Regions from separate parts of the Arachis hypogaea genome. Here region 1 is linked to region 2. A link is a contact called in public Hi-C data. All regions are on one chromosome and are shown on one strand. The core of a region is the stretch at or near the end of the contact, and the rest is flanking DNA. Distances in the headings are between cores, read along the strand shown.

Region 1 (5,555 bases), core at 1,765-4,264, 650 kb before region 2:
TATATGTTATTAGTTAACGTTATATATCATTAATCGTTGATGAAAATTATTAACTGAGTGACAAAATGACTAATTCATAATAATTGAATGACTAATTTGATCAATAAAACTTTTTAAGAATAAATTTGTAGAATAATTATTTTTCAGGGATCAATTTAACCATTAATAACCCATAAAAAAAAGTTCAATAATAGCTGACGGATAAAATATTAAAAACAAGCAAGCAGGAAATTAAATTGGACTAATTTAAAGTTTAATTTATTGATTTTTCGATTGAATTGATCAGGTTAGTCCAATTTTTTTAACTATACTTTAGAGGGACGATTTCAGTATAATAGAAAATCAATTAATTTTGCTACCTTGTATAAAATTTAAAATAAATTGAAACCAAATGTGAGAGTGATAAATATTAAATTTAATCTCCAATAACCATTCATAACATGTAATCCCACAAATAATATGACATCTTGTAGATCCTAAAATGTAATTGAACCGAAAAAAAAATGTGTAGACACAGAAAATAATAACAATAAAAAAAAAAAAAACCATGATGGCCAAAACTCCAAAAGAGTGCTACTAGAAAAGTATGTTTCAAAAGAATAAAAAATATATAAATAGTTTTTTACAAGGACTAGCAGCTGAGTTAAAAACAGAAGACTACAGTGCGTGGTAGCTCAAGATTTTAAATCTATAGTGGAATGGCTTCTTCGTCAATAAAGCAAACCCAATAGTTTTGTTGTTTGATTAACACAGTGTTTGGTTCAAACGAATATAAGGGGAAGGAAAATCCACAGAAAGAAAATGAGTGGAAAATCAAATTTTTTATTGTTTGGTTTATCAAAAAAAATGAAAAGAAAAAGAAAAAAGGGAAGTGGACTCCACAAAATACTTTTCTCTTCGGCTAGGAGATGAAAACTAACAAAAAAAAATAATGATATAATTATAAATTTACCCTTTACTTAATAAAAAGATTAAAATATTTTATTTTATTTTTTTAATTTGAAAATTATCTCTTGTACTCTTCTCAATTTTACAACACTATCAAATTTTATTTTTTTTTAAATATAATTAAAGAGATTAATAATATAATTAATGAATAATTATTTACTTATAAAATTATTTATTTGTATATATTTAAAAAATAATGATACATATTTTGTTTATCATATTTAAAAAACAATAAAAAGATATATAACTTTAAAAAAATTGTTGTTATTAATAAAAATAATATGTTAAAATTTTAAAATATAATTTAAATTATTTTTTATTAAAAAAATAACTTAAATATATTAATAAATTATAATTTATATATAATATACCTAAAGACATTAATGTAATTTTACTCTAATATAATTTTCTCTCTTTTTATTTTTTTTTATTCAAATAAAAAAATTCTTTCTATTTTTTTTCATTCATTTTCTCTTCATTCAAATAATAAAATAATCATCAATTTTTCTTTTTTTTTTCTTTCTTCTCATTTTCTTTCCTTTTATTTTCTTTTCTCTTATTTTCCATCTTTTATCCAAACAATGCCTAAATGCAAGGGAATTTCTACAGTACTTACCACACAAATAAGCATAGTATACTGATCTTAGGTGTCGGTCACTGAAATTAAAGGTACTTTTTTTAAAATAAAAATAAAAAATACTAAATTAAATCTGAGACCAATTTTTTTTAAACGAAAAGAAAATTAAATTATAACAAAAAAATCTCAAATTCTAAAATATGTCACAAAAAAACTAATTATTACGTCTATATGCAAAGTTTTTTCAGTAAAAAAAATATTTATTACATTATTTTAATAATTTTATCATATTAATATAACATTTAATGAATTTTATTGTTTTAATTAAAATAATAGTGTATCATAATAATACAAATTCTAGGAATATTTTTTAAATAAATAAATTAAATATTTTATTTATTAAAATATATTATTTAGGAAAAATTTATTAATTTATGTAATATTAGTTATTTCTTTTAAATTATTTTCTTTTCGTGTCAAAAATATAAAAATTAATAAAATATTTTGTTAAAAAATATGTATTCAAAGATTTAATAGTAATGGTAAATATTTTTAACTTGTAAAAAATTATTCCATTAATTTTAATATTTTTAAGTTAGCAAAAACTTAATTATAAAATTAAAAATAATATAAAAATTTAATTAAAAAATTATAATAATTTAATTATAAATTTAATAAAATTATAAAAATTAAAAATATAATTAAATATTTTAATAAATATTAAATTAATGTATATTTTTATAAATAAAATTATTTTAATTTCAGCTTTTACTCAAATATAACTAATAATTTATCCTATTTTTTATTGTATAATGGAGCCATAAATGTATCAATTTCAATAAAATTAAAAATGTTAAATATTAGACAGTATTTATCCAATTTTTTTTTTCGCTAAAAAGATCCACTCTCGTCTTATTATTGTACTTATATTAGATCGTTTTCTTTTAGTTTAATTTTTTTCATTTTAAAAACAAAATTACCTTCAATTTTCGGTGATTGACACGTAAGGTCGCTATATCATGCTTACTTTTGTTGTAACCACCATAGAATTTCGCTTGCCGAGGAAAAAAGTAACAAAATAAAAGTTAAGCTACCAAGTACCAACTAACCAGGGTATTTATGTGTGAAATTGTCCCAATTGCTTTGGCTCTTGCCACCTTCATACACTGCACCTTCAATCTTTTGGGAAACAAAAAATAAAATGGAAAAAAAAAAAAAAAGCGAATGTGCATAGCAGGAAAAGAAGGTAGAATGAGAATATGAGATCCTTCTTCACAAAGATATATTTCATAATAAATATGTAATAAATGAAGAAAATAGTTCACAGAAACGTAACAAAACCTGATGAGCTGCAGATGCTGTACCAAACAGAAAATCTGCAAGGAAGCTACTAGAATTAAGAGAAGCTACCCATTTAAACAAGGCCACAGAAACAATAAACACAACAAGAACACCCTTAAACCACATAATATGTTTTAATTTGAATTAACCTCACAATACTGTACTCATATATGAGAATTGGTAAAGTTCGTTTTGCATATAAAGGATAAAAACTGATATTTTGTTTCAGGGAAAAAATATTTTTTTTATATTAATTATTTTGGATAATATGATATGATTTTATACTCATATTAATTGTTAGTCAAACATTTCCTTCAAATAATTAATATTTCAACTATTATTCTCTACTAAAATAAATAATAAATCTATTATCAATTTTCACCAAATAAATTACTTTTACGTAGAAAAAAAAGGACTTAAATAAACAATAATACTATATATATAATATTTTTGGTAATCAAATCTAATTAAATTAGTACAAATCTAATAAAAACAAAACGTGCTTGTCCATGACGTGGTTCTTTGTCTCCATACATCTTCAGTACAGAAATTTTATCAGGAGTACAGATATACTGTTATAGAGTATAAAAATTTTGTTATCGAGCAAAAAAAAGATAGTATGTAAACTTACGGATATAGCATAAAACTTTTTACGCATAACACAAAAATTTATGATGAATATTATTATAAAGATTTTATAATTATTTTCATGTAAAAATATTTTTTTTATACCATTAGATGATAAATTATAAGGTTTGATTTGATATGTTATAAAAATGTTATCTTTTTTTAAAATATGGCCAAACAAATAAAGTACATTTTTAACATAAGACTTTTTATAAAAAGATATTTTTCACATCTTCATTTGAATAGGTGCCAAAATTTATTTGATATAGCACCAAAAATTTTCTGTTGTGCACCAACATTTATGTGCCATGTATCAAAATTTATGTGCTCAATATCTTTACTAAATATATATAGGAGAAGAAGAAGGCGGTAGTGGTAGCGATGATGACAACGTCGATAACGGCAATAACAATGACATCATTGAAAAAAGAAGTGCACAGAAGATAAAGATAATGAAAGAGGAGAAAGAGAAAGAAGAAGAAATAGTAACAATAACAACACATATATACGTACAAAAAAAAAATACACGATGACTTAGTTAAAAACTTGATTTAAAAAATACTTGAATGCCGAAATTTATTACTTGAATAAAATTATCCACAAAAGAAAGCTTCATTTTGGTCATAATAAAGAGTATAGCATATCACAATTGGTACTTGAAATTGACAAATCATTGACCAAGTCTAATGCTCATAAAGTCCAAATAATCAAGCCCACAACCATCAACACAATAACTCACAAGGCTCATATTCAAAAGAAGCAGCAAAGATCACTAGTGATAGTTAATTAAGAAATCCATTTGATTATAATTTGAATTTTATTTGAATTTATAATTTAGGATAGATCACTAGTGATAGTTAATTAAGAAATCCATTTGATTATAATTTGAATTTTATTTGAATTTATAATTTAGGATAGATTATAAATAGAGATCCAAAGAATCTTTGCAGTAGAAACATTTTTTTCATTTTTTTCACACTTTACTTTCTATCTCTTTCACATTCTCTATCCATTTTGTAATTCTTTAAAATATGAGTAGCTAATTTTCTCTTTATTGAAAAAAATAGTTCTATTAAATTTTAATGGATTAATGTGATTAATTCTTCAATTTTAATTCATCTTTTAATTGTTTCTTTAAAAAGAGTTTTTATTTTTCATCAAGGATCTAAATCTATCGTAAAATAATTTAGATCCAAATTGGATTTTATGATCACTTTAAAAAAGTGGATTCATGAAATCAAATTTAAAAACTCTTTTTCTCAATTCTCATGATTATGGATTTGAATTTAATAGGTGACATTGAATCAATTCTATTTAAATTTTGAAGAATTATGTGGTGATAAGTAAAAGAATATGCTTCATCTCTTCTCATGAACAATTGATCAAATCAAAAGAAATTGAATTATCAACAAATTGTTATTCAATTACTTATGATTTGTCAAGAGATCAATAATTACATGATTGAAGTGGAGATAAGAGCTATTGATCTTGGAAACTCAATATCTCTCTACCCCAATATCCTTTCCATCATTATCTTCTTATCTTGTTTTATAATTGTCTTTAATCGATGCATTTATGTTGATTATTTACCTTACATTTTACTATTTCTTTTATTCACTTTAATTCTTGCCATTTACATTCCAATTATTTTCATTCTTGCAATTTAACTTCAAGTCATTTACATTCTCTTCATTTATATTCAAGTCATTTATTGTTTTCATTTACTTATTTATCAAGTCATTTAAATTCTAGCTTATATTATCAATTGCTCATCATCCAAATTTAAATCGCCTAACTAAAATAATCAACTTGATGATTGCTTTGCTTAATTCATTAATTCTTGTGGGAACGATAACCCAATCACCATGGTATTACTTAATGCGACTTGGTGTCCTTGCCGATGAGTTAAGCTTAAAAGTCTAATTTCATGCTATCATTATTTAAATACAAGTTCTTTTATCAAATATTTTTAAAATTTTAGTTTTAATTATACAAATTTTTTTATAATATTTTATTAAAAGAATGATATGAGATATTGATATTGATTTAGTAAAGAGTGTAA
Region 2 (5,343 bases), core at 1,797-4,296:
CAATCTAAAAATAAATAACAAATTTAATACAACAAATATCAACAAAAAAATCAATCTAACAAAATTAATACAAAATTATTTTAACAAAATTTAACAAAAATTTAAATAAATAAAAAATTAAATTATACGAAAAAAATAGTGCCAGAAAGGAGAACAGATCTAGAACATGGTAACAAAGTATGGATCTAGAAACACAGTGCGCGGAAGAACGGAGAACGATCTGAAAAGATGGTGAAAGACGAGAGAACAGTGCGCAGATCTGGATCATCGACGAGAAGTGAAGCAGAGACAACAATCGCAAAAGGTGACGGCGGCAAAGAAACAACCGTGAAGAAAAAAAAAGTGAGGGAGGAGAAAAGGGAGGAAGGGATAGGGTGGTAACGGTGGTCTGGGTGGAAGAAAGGGAGGAAAGGCGGTGGTTTGGGTGGAAGAGAGGCAGTGGAAAGAAAGGAGGAAGAGAGGCGGCAGTGATTTGGATGGAAGGAAAGGAGGAAGAGACGCGGCGGCAACCTAGTGGTACGACGAGAGAAGAGGTAGTGGTGGTCGGAGTGACAAGAAGAAAAGATGGTGGTGGTCTGTATTTTGGAAGTGGAAGGGAAAATGGATGAAAGGAAACTGAGGAAGGAGAAGAATTTGAAGGGTAATTATGAAACTTAAATGTTAAAAGTAGTGTGTCTATGTCTCAAGTTTAGTGTTCCACCTCTTCCTCCTATACACAAATTTTGTGTTTTTGTGTGCCTTTGTGTCTTGCCGTGTCTATTAAAATTTTGTGTCTAATTAATCAAACGAAGAACGTGTGCTTCCGTGTCTATGTCTTGGGTAGACAAACCCACTAACCAAACACACGCTTAATGCGGCGAGTCGCAAGAATCACGGTTGGCACATAAATCCTGACTCGTTGTCTTCTTGCGTAGTTGCTCGACTCTAATCACAACCTTGTCTACCTAGAGAATGCTTCTAGCACCTTCTTCGTGCACGTGAGCTGCTCCTTGCCGTTGCTTGGAGGAATTGTTTCGATTCCCGTGCCTTCCAGTTTCCATGCCAAGAGCATTAAATGCTCTTTATAAGTGAGTTGAAAGTACAGAAAAAGGTCAATTATACTCCTGGCTTTTTCGCGCTTCTTCCTCTCTCCTTTCGGTTACTTTTTCATTTTCGTAACTGCTCTTTGCCATTACTCATATTTCTTCTTCATTTTTACTTACCTTTTCATATCTGCTACTCCCTTTTTATCATTTCTCGTGTGATTGCTACTCCCCTCTTTGTGCCGTTCGTGGATCTCTGCGCCACTACCATCATATATATCAGTTTAAACTGGTGATTATTATAATGGATATAGGTATAATATGGGATTATAATTGTAAATCAATTAATATAATATCCCTAGCTTAACTGCATTCAGTTTTAGGGTATCTAGTTGGTTAGGAATTGCTATTATTACAAAACTTGTTATCTACCTTTCCATACTAGTGATCAAGAATTATATTCATCTCAATCTTGATCAAGAATCATCTTTATCTCAGCCTTGCTTACTTCAAGTCACATACTATTACAATTATGATTATAATTTAATAAATATAAAAGACTCCTATAACAATAACTTCGGTTACTTTCGCATTGAAGTTCAATGTATAGTTATTTTAAATTTTCTTACACAAAATACTATTATTAGGAGCTTTTTTTTTGTGGGAAAAGTATTTTTTGGATTATGAAGAACTAGGTAATAAAGACAATTAATGAAAAATATGGAGTCGGTTCACAAATAATAAAAATTTTACAAATAAATTTCTATTAATATGTGGGTCAAATTTAAATATAGAGTTAAATTAGATTGGAGTAATGGAGCAGCCTGGGTTGGACGACGGCACTACAAAACGGAGCAGAGAGAGATTTAAAGCAAGTGGTACAGATCATAAGGAAGAGAAATGAGAATCTAAAGTAGGAATGAAATTGAGTTTGATATTGATATTGAGGTTGTTGACACTGAAACCCTTTGAAAACTTGATCGATTGGTGACCAACTGGAAGAAAATATTGAGAAAAATTAAGCAGCAGACATTCCTTGGCAACTTGAACAATAACAATGCCGCATCCAATAAATTCAATAGGATAAAATTCTTTTATTTTTTGTGCATTTATATGTTGAATCCTTGAATGGGTTAGGCTTATTTTACATAGCATCGTAATCATTTTCTTGTCTTATATACTAATTTGTTACTGTGATCAAATAGACAGAAATTAGCTACTAATGAAAAGGTTAAGGTGGCTCCGGCTGAGGTGAAGAAACCAAAAAAAATGGATGCTGGAGATGAGGATGTTGACATCGGAGAAGAAAAAGACGACACTACAAGGAAGAAGATTGAATTGGAGTTTCTTTCGGGTTGTAGATTGGGCGGGTTATACTCAACCCGGGCCTATTTGGCCATGACCAGAAAGAAAAAAAAAAGAACATGCTAACTTGGCCGCAGGTGTCTATTAGCAACTTTGACACATGAAAAATTCCATATTTTTTTATTAAAATAATAATAATAATATAAAAATAATTTTTTTAAATATTATTATTATTATTATTATTATTGTTATTATTATTATCATCATCATGTGAAATTATTTTAATATTTACTTTTGGTAGGAGTTAGATGTTAAACAGTATGGTTGGTGCAATACTGGATCATGATTTGGAGAGTTCTCAGTTATAGTGGGAACTCTAAATACTCTGCAATTCTCATTGGTTTTTTGTTTGACTAATTTTTTGGGATTTTTTTATTGTAAATCAATTAAAAAAGTTGGTAAAAAAGATTAAAATGGATATATTTAATTAATTAAGAAGTGTTTAAAATCGATTCGAATCGAACTAAACCGACCAATTAAACCGAAAAAATCGAAAACCGAATAAATTGGTAATAGAAAAAATCGAAAAAAAACATGTTTTGCTATTTTCTCTTCGGTTCGGTTCGATTTTCGGTTCTGACCATGAAAACTCTAATCGAACCGAACCGAACCGGAAAAGCAAAACCCCTAAAAAAACCAACCCCACCCCTCCCCAGCCCCCAATCCCCCACGCAACCTAACCCCCACCCCCAATTCCCCAAATGAGCGCTGCGCGACCTAACCCCCACCGCCAATCGAAACCTAGCGCTCTCTTCTACAATCTCGCTCTCTACACCGGTGCACCCTACCCACGTTCTTGAGTCTGGAGGCCGGCGGCGAGAGGCCGTTCCTCCCAAGCTCCCACTACCTCGAAGCCTTCCTCCCAACGCCGAAGCCTTTTCACCCACTGCTCCCAGGACCTTTTCGCCCACCAGTGCACCACGAAGCCCCAGCCATAACCAGCACCACCCTCACAGGCTCGCACCCAGCAGTTGCACAGCACCACCCAGCGGACAGAGCACCGTTTCTGGCCACCCACGCAGCAGTAGCACAGCACGACGCCACCACCCACTGACCCAGCAGGCCAGCACAGCACCACGCCAGTGACGCCACCACCCAGCAGCGTTTCCCAGTCCCCCACCCAGCCATCAATTCAAGTCATTTAAAGTCAATATGGAGCCTGAGCCATCGAGTTAGGTATGTAGTTTGACTAATTTTTGTTCAATAATCATTGATTCATTGTTGCGGTTTGTTGGTATTGTTTACTTTATTGTTTGTATTGTTGTTTGTTGATTCATTGTTGCTGACTTGCTGTTTGTTGATTCATTGTTTACCAATTGCTGTTTTATTGATTCATTGTTGGTTGCTGTTTGTCAGGTAATGTTGGTCTTGTTGAATTATTTTGTTGTTGGTATTGTTGCTGGTTATTGAAATCAGTATGGCAAAAGATAAATTTGAATAATGAGATAATGGAAGCATGTTTGAAGTATTAGATTACCTCAGTCAGTGTATCTAATGATTTAGTATATGTCATGAGAAATTGGATATTGTTGAATTACTTTTGTTGGATTGCTTTATTGTTGGTATTGTTGCTGGTTGTTGGTATTGTTCTATTTTTAATTTATTTATTGTTGTGTTTCTGCTCTTGATCTTGTTTCTCAATCTTCATTGAAACTCTCCAACGACTCTTGTGGACTCTCTCTCTCCATTCTTCAGTCTCCTTCGTCATTGGTACCCCTAATCATCTCTCTCGGTGTTCTTCCTTGTAATTTATTTTATTTGGTGAAAAGTCTTTGATTTTTATGTGGTTATGAGTTCTAACTTGAAAACCCTTTTGGTATGATGCTCTGTTAGTGATAATTGGCGGTTAAAGTTTGAAGCTTGTGATGCTGATAATTTATTGTGGCTTATGATGTTCATTCATTGATAATTTAGTTGTAAGCTATGGTTCTGTCTTCATGCATAATCCACATAACAGCTTTTAGATTGATCAGGAAATAAGATTAAATAGCATGAGTTTAATTTGTGGATTGCTTCATATTTCATGGTTTGGGATTCCGTGTGTTATAAACTTGGAGTCTCGTAACAACTCTTATCTTTTCAAACTACTGTTTAAAATTTATATAGTTAGTGAAATTGATGTACCATGAATTGTTTATTGTTGAATTAAGCTCACAGTTATACCTATTTAAACTTTTGATTTTAAGGACACGCCTGCACTTACTAGATCTAATATAAAAAAATTTAGCTGTTTTGTTGAAAACACTATAACTTGGCTATCTTTTAATGGAAATTTATTTTTATTTTCAATTATGTTAACTATTGAATTTTTAAACTTCTTTAATTGTCGTAATTGAATTCTTTCTGTCGTTCAATTTCATTGGATCAAGACTTTGTTAGCTATTGTGTATTTGTGTTTGACAATTTCAATGTTATGACTTTGTGAAATAGTATGGTAGTATTTATTTTGAATTGATTGAAAAAACCGAACCAAACCAAACCGATTTTAATTGGTTTGGTTTGGTTCGGATGGTCTCAATAAAAAAATCGAACCAAACCGAACCGCAGTTTAATTAGATGATCGGATCGGATGACATTTCTCTCAAAAACCGAACCAAACCGCACCACGAACACCCCTTTAGTACTCAAAAAAGGTACATAAAAAATTTTAGATTAAATTATAGATTGAATTGGATTGATTTGAATTTAAAAAATAAAAAATTCGTACGTGTTCAAGTTATATGATGAAAATAAATACAATAATTGTGCCCATCTCCTAAAGATGAAAAACGTGAAGTAGATGGATAAATAAAATACGTGAAGTAGATGGATAAATAAAATAGAGAAAAAATAAGATATAACCATAATAATTATGTGTTAAGAGAGATAACCATAATAACCGAACCACAATACACTGGTTTGCAATTAAAGTAAGTATTGGGTCACATATAGAATTATAGAAAACTTGTATATAGAA

The links. Hi-C and Micro-C count contacts between places; a contact is called where the count stands out from the background.
Region 1: a Hi-C map of an unstated tissue shows a contact between it and region 2, with 2.6 times the contacts expected there. The contact joins the promoter of LOC112704082 here to the promoter of LOC112703049 in region 2. A contact is called at or near these places in 3 of 8 Hi-C or Micro-C datasets (leaf and an unstated tissue).

What each region holds. Positions count from the first base shown.
Region 1 is chr7:51,871,587-51,877,141 of arahy.Tifrunner.gnm2.J5K5, reverse strand. LOC112704082 (beta-glucosidase 12) reads right to left here and starts at 3,014. Exons shown (of 13, transcript XM_025755642.3): 1 at 2,867-3,014; 2 at 2,635-2,704. The coding sequence starts at 2,992.
Region 2 is chr7:51,219,171-51,224,513 of arahy.Tifrunner.gnm2.J5K5, reverse strand. It overlaps LOC112703049 (phosphatidylinositol N-acetylglucosaminyltransferase subunit A), which reads left to right and starts at 3,046. Exons shown (of 9, transcript XM_025754355.2): 1 at 3,046-3,563. It overlaps LOC140174487 (a long non-coding RNA gene), which reads right to left and starts at 920. Exons shown (of 2, transcript XR_011864009.1): 1 at 1-920.